2 separate regions of the Rattus norvegicus genome follow, and region 2 is linked to region 1. A link is a contact called in public Hi-C data. All regions are on one chromosome and are shown on one strand. Each heading gives the region's core, a stretch centred on a gene start, on an enhancer-like site or on the middle of the called end of the contact. The rest is flanking DNA. Distances are from core to core; before and after follow the strand shown.

Evidence for each region. Hi-C and Micro-C count contacts between places; a contact is called where the count stands out from the background.
Region 2: a contact with region 1 is called in a Hi-C map of Schwann cells, with 2.1 times the contacts expected there. The contact joins the promoter of Prima1 here to the enhancer-like site in region 1. A contact is called at or near these places in 2 of 12 Hi-C or Micro-C datasets (Schwann cells and frontal cortex).

Annotation. Positions count from the first base shown.
Region 1 is chr6:128,117,018-128,119,787 of GRCr8, reverse strand. All of the region lies in intron 3 of Prima1 (proline rich membrane anchor 1), which reads left to right. Among named protein-coding and RNA genes, the nearest start is that of Prima1, 36 kb to the left of the region's middle. Within about 2 kb of position 1,462, at least 49 of the 93 cell types and tissues checked have an H3K27ac peak or open chromatin away from gene starts, as enhancers often do. A contact at or near this core is called in Schwann cells, where this site is marked.
Region 2 is chr6:128,153,241-128,155,970 of GRCr8, reverse strand. Prima1 (proline rich membrane anchor 1) reads left to right here and starts at 1,335. Exons shown (of 5, transcript NM_001108721.2): 1 at 1,335-1,406; 2 at 2,016-2,138. The coding sequence starts at 2,046.

The DNA of each region.
Region 1 (2,770 bases), core at 213-2,712:
TCAAACAGATAGCGTTAAACATGCTGAATGGCTTGCCAGCCCAGAGCCTGCACTTTACTCCAGCTCCTGATTCAAAGCCAGTGTGGATAATCAGTGCCCAAAACTGAGCAATGGACACCCAGGGAGGAGGAGCCTCTGGGTGCGAGGAAGATGGGTTCACTCTAGCAGGCCAGAAGTCAGGAGCAGAGCAAAGCAGAGAAAGGGAAAGACGAAATGGGGTTGGTTGGTGGCTATGAGACTCAGAGATAGAAGCCCAGGAGGAGGAACGTCCAGTGTGGGGCTGAATCTGGGTGAAGACACAGCTCCTGGTGAGACTGAGGAGGACTCCTTACTGTTGGCTATCTCCAGCCTGGGACTGGCCAGACCAGTGGTGCACATCTGGGAGATGCTGCATGCACAGGAAAGACTGAGAAGAAGCTGGGGGCAGAGACAAGGCTTTGAGGGCTATACCGAGTGTAGGACCAAAGTTCTAAGCATCCCAGCCAGGGACCGGCTTGTCATCCCCTGTGTTTTGCAGCCAAATATAGTCCAGGTGACCCACTGACCCTACCCTACCTTACTTACCCCCTTCAGACACTGAGAAAGGCTTTATCCATATCATAGTGTGGCTGCCTTTCTGGCCCAGTTGTCAGCAGAAAACCGGGGCACCTGGGTGGCTGGCGATGAAAAGGGGGGACTTCCATCATGGCTGCAAAAGAACTGGTGGACACAAGATAAGCTAAGCACAGCATTATCTGTCTGCATACCCCCACCCACTAGCGTGGTGACCTAGAATTCGAATATGGTGTTTATTTCACTGGGTTTCCCCCTAGAAACTCTAGATGTGAGGCCTGGGTTCAAGTTGCACAAGCACCAAAGCCCTGTGGTTTATCTGTGGTTTCAAGTCTAGCCCCAACCCATGGTCACAGGTGAGAAATGCAAAACAGCTTCACCCCCACACTGACCCCAAGGCCTCCATGGGTGGTGGACGCCCTGGCACAGGCCTCCCCATAGATGCCCAGCGCCTGTAAATGGCTAGCAGCTGCTGAGAGTCAGTTCCTTGTGTCCACAGACAATGGGTCTCTATGCGGGGCAGGCTGTGAGAGGGACTGGTGGCCCTACCCCACACCTCCTTCCTTAGGAGGCATTGGGTCTGTGTCAAACTGCCCAGCAGTGCCAGGGCTTCAGGCACTGAGGCAGGGGAAGAGTTGGGAACTTGTGAAGGAACTGAGCGAGGACAAGCTTTGCTTTTGGGCCAGATCAGAAAGGTAGGCTCAGACTGAGGTTGCTGTGACGCCCTGAGACGATTCTAAGCCTCAGTGGCCTCCCTGGGCCCTGAGGGACATGAAACAGGTCCTGGAACAACTCAAATCTTTAACAGACCTCCTCACTTCCCTAGAAAACCACACAGAACCAGGGCATATCCTAGGACACTGTCTGGGGCAAGGACAAGTTGTCAATATGCCCTGTGTCCTCAAACCTTAGAGGAGCAAGACAGCTCCCTTGACAACCTTGTGGTGACAGGAGAGAGGAGAGAGGACACACATCCCAAGTACAGACTGGACCATAAAATTGTCCTGTGAAGCAGCTGTGTGGCTCTGTTATCTCTACCCAGCGACATTGCCAAGGCCATGAAGACATCATGTTCAGGGCCTGGCCTACCCTTTGCATGAGGTACCTCACAGTGTTCAGGAAGCAGGTTCAGGGTCCTTAACCCTGGAGGGAGCAAGGGAATGACTTCTGAAGTACAAGGACAAGCCAGTGCTGGCCTGGTTCGTCACTGCTTGTGGACCTGGGCTGCTCTGTGGACCAGGGTAGGAGGTCCTCCTCAGCAGAGCATAGTCAATCTAATGAAGGCCAATTAGGCCTACAACCCTTTCAGTTCCCAGGGAACCAGCCACAAACCACTAGGGCAGCCTGAGGGCATGAGTCACCAAAGACTTTGAAACCCAGGAGAAGTGTCTAATGATGTCAATGATGTCCTCAAGGCCTGTGGTGTCCCAGCAGTGCCTGGCATTCAGTCTGGGCCTAAGCGTAGGGTGCCTCTGGAGAGGACCCCACATAGGGTTGAGAGGCAGAGCACCAGGTAAAGACATGGCTCAAGATGGAAAATTACTGTCCCTCCCGACCCTCTGTGTGTGTGTGTGTGTGTGTGTGTGTGTGTGTGTGTAAGTGTGTGTGAGTATAAGTGTGTGAGTGAATACATGTGTGTGCACATGTATGTCTGTGAGTGTGTAAGTGTAAGTGTGTGAGTGTGAGTATGTGAGTGAGTGCATGTGCGTGTGTGCATGTGTGTGCACATGTGTATATATGAGTACATGTGAGTATGTGCATGTGTGTGACTGAGTGCATGTGTGTGAGTGCGTACGCACATACATGTACATGCACATGTATGTGTCTGTGAGTGTGTGTGAGTGATTTTGTGTGTGAGTGTGTGACTTGTGTGAGTGTATGTGAATGAGTGATTGTGTGCGAGTATATGTGGATGTCTGTGAATGAATGTGTGTGAGTGCATGTACATGTGTGTGTGTCTGTGTGAGTGTGTGAGTGAGAGTGTGTGAGTGTGTGAGTGTGTGAGTGTGTGTCTGTGTGCGTGTATGCGTGTATGCGTGTGTGTGTGTGTGTGTGTGTGTGTGTGTGTGTGTGTGTGTCTAGGTGCCTGAGGTCTACCTTTGGATTTCTTCTATAATAATCTTCAACCATCTGCCTATCCTGTCACTACCCCTCCCCCAGCTCTGGAGTTACTGGTGTGCCCCACCACACTGGCTCTTAATGGGACCAAGCTCCTGTC
Region 2 (2,730 bases), core at 86-2,585, 36 kb before region 1:
CAGCCAAGGGGAACTAAGTAACTTTCTTAACCAGTGGGCTGTGATATCTATCCTCCACTATAAGCCTCCCTTTCTGTCATCCAACCCCAGACAGGACTGCCCAGCTCTTTGGGACTTTGACTGGAATTGTCACACCCCCACCTCCCCGGAACATCAATCAGAGCACTTAATAAAGCGCTATCACCAGATGAGCAGGGCGCCTGCATGGCGCCTGGGAAGGTTCCTGTGAGGTAGGAGCAGCAAGCAGCTTGTTTGAAGGAGATCCAACCAGTTCCTTCCTGAAGAACCGACTTGTTGATAATTTCGCATCCAACAGGAGTTTGCGGAAAAACTCTGGGTCCCTGAAACGTCGCAACTCCCCCTAAGACGCAACTGAGTAAAGAGAGAGGTCTGGAGGGCATGACAGCCAAAAGGAGGGAGGTCAGGGTCAGGCACATTGCTGGGAGGGCTAGCCAGCACCATCCCAGTTCGGCACAAGAAGAACCTGAGGGGCGTCCGCGATGATTGCGGGCAGAGGGGTCCCCACTTGTCAGACCTTACTACTACCTTCCCGCAGCCTGCAGGATGAACTTGAGGGAAGGGCAAGCAGAAGCAGGTTGCCACTGTCACTGGGAGTCCTCGGCCTCTAGGGTGAATAAATAAATTATTAAGCGCCCAATACACAATAGCCTCGCTAGATGGAGACGAGGAATCACTGCAGCGGCGCTGGCGGCCGCGGCAGCGGGGAGCGCGGGCGGGAGCGCAGCCCGGGAGGGAGGCGGGCGAGGCTCTGGCTCCGCTCACGTCTGTTTTCCTTTTTCGTGCATTATTTATTTCGCCTCCGCCCGCGGCCCTGCTGCCGGAGCGGGTGCTCCCGGCCGGCGCCTCTCGCCCGCTGCCTCCAGCGGGCCCCGGGTACCCTGCGCCCCGGGTAGCCGCTCGGCGCCACCGGGAAGGGCGGGGACCGGGGCGGCGCAGGGACCCGTGGCCGGGCTGAAGGAGGACTTGTGCAGCCGGCTAGCGGAGGATCCGAGGACACTTTCCCCGCCCTCTGCCTGGGCAGCCCGACCGGGACCACGGGTTCAGAGGTGACCGCCTTTCCCGGCCCGCGCGCGGCCAAGCGGAGCCTGGAGCCCCGTGCGAGCGCGCCGCGCCCCGGTCTCCCAGATCAGCTGCCCTGGAGGCCCACGCAGCGCGCAAACTTTTGCTTCAGCGGCCCGCGCTCGTCCTCTGCAAGTGAAGCCCCCGAGCGCGCGCGCAGCCGCCAGGGTGAGCTTGGAGGCCCCGCCTAGAGGGCGGGGGACTGGGGAGGCGGCTGGCTTTAAATGGGGGCTGTCCAGCCAGCCGCTGAGAACAGAGCTGCCGTGGGGGGAACCCTGAGCTCCCTTCTCCGTGTCGACGATCGGTGGGGGTCGCCACCAGGCAAGGTGGCGTGAGGCATCGGAGGGGTGCGGGCGGTGATGGGGGCGTGCAGGAAAACCTACGCCTTCCTGGGAGCAGTAACTGGGGTTTGGGCGGCAAATGGGGACACACACGGAGGTGCCTATGTGACAGTGTGCGCAGTGAAGTCCCTGGGGCAGGGAGACTACACGCAGCGAGTGATTTGGTGGTACTGTGCAAGCAGAGTCAAGGAGTGTGCGGGCGGGAGTCGGTGGCGGTGCATGGGGGTCACAGTGCGTGCGCGCGCAGAGCGAGTGATTCTCGCTGGGTTTGAAGTCAGAGTTGTGCATGACCGTTTATTGGGTCGTATGAGGTTCAGTAAGTGTGTTTGGATGTTTCTGGAGGTGTGCATAGGATCAAGGTGTGCATGCAGTATTCTGAAGGGGCAGAGGTGTGCGCCAGGATAGGTAGGGCGTGAGTTCTGGGAAAGCACTGAGAGTCAGCAAGTATGTGCGCGCGCTGGAAGGAAGATGAAGACTTGATTTGCGCAGGTGCCCCAAAGTGCGGGGCAAGTGAGTGCTCATCGCGTGGTTCTTGAATTGATGCTACCGTGCCTATGCAGTGTCCACCTGACTCAAGCCTTACTCCCTTGACAGTTAGCTCACCAGTGGGCGCCGCGGGCCGAGATGCTTCTCCGGGACCTGGTGCTGCGCCATGGCTGCTGCTGGCCCTCACTTCTGCTGCATTGTGCGCTGCACCCACTCTGGGGTTTAGTTCAGGTGAGAAGCGGGCAGAGGCCTCCTGGGAAGGGGGTAAAGGTCACTTCAGAGCTCCCGCTACAGCCACCCACTGAGTGGTCCTGGGGAGACTTGAGGAGAAAGAAAAACTGGTCAAGTCTAACGTGCTCTGACCCTGGAAAAATAAGAAACTTCTCAAAGAGCCTCAGCTGTGGTCTAAGGCCTGCAGGACTGAACTTGATATAGGAAGGCACTAAGACCTCATAGTGAACTCAACTGCAGCTTTTAGGGAAAGAAACGAACTTATAAAGAACAAACAAACAAAAACAATAACAAAAACAAAAAACAATCCCATAGTGGTGCCTTGTTTCCTACCAGATTAGACCTCTAAACTTCAAATTAGCCTTCCAACTTTCTTCAACCTGGAGTGAGGGCTGTGCTTCTTATGAGCAGAGGCTGGGGAGGTAGATGGTGACCCACCATTCATGCAGAATACAGGCTGTCAAAATGGCCAGAGGACAAACTCTCACCTTTGGCCTCCCAGTCTTCAGGGCAGAGACCAAGCAAGCAGCTACCAACTCCAATTACTCGAGGCGGAGAAATGATTGCATAGGATGTCCTCTAGTCCTGCCCA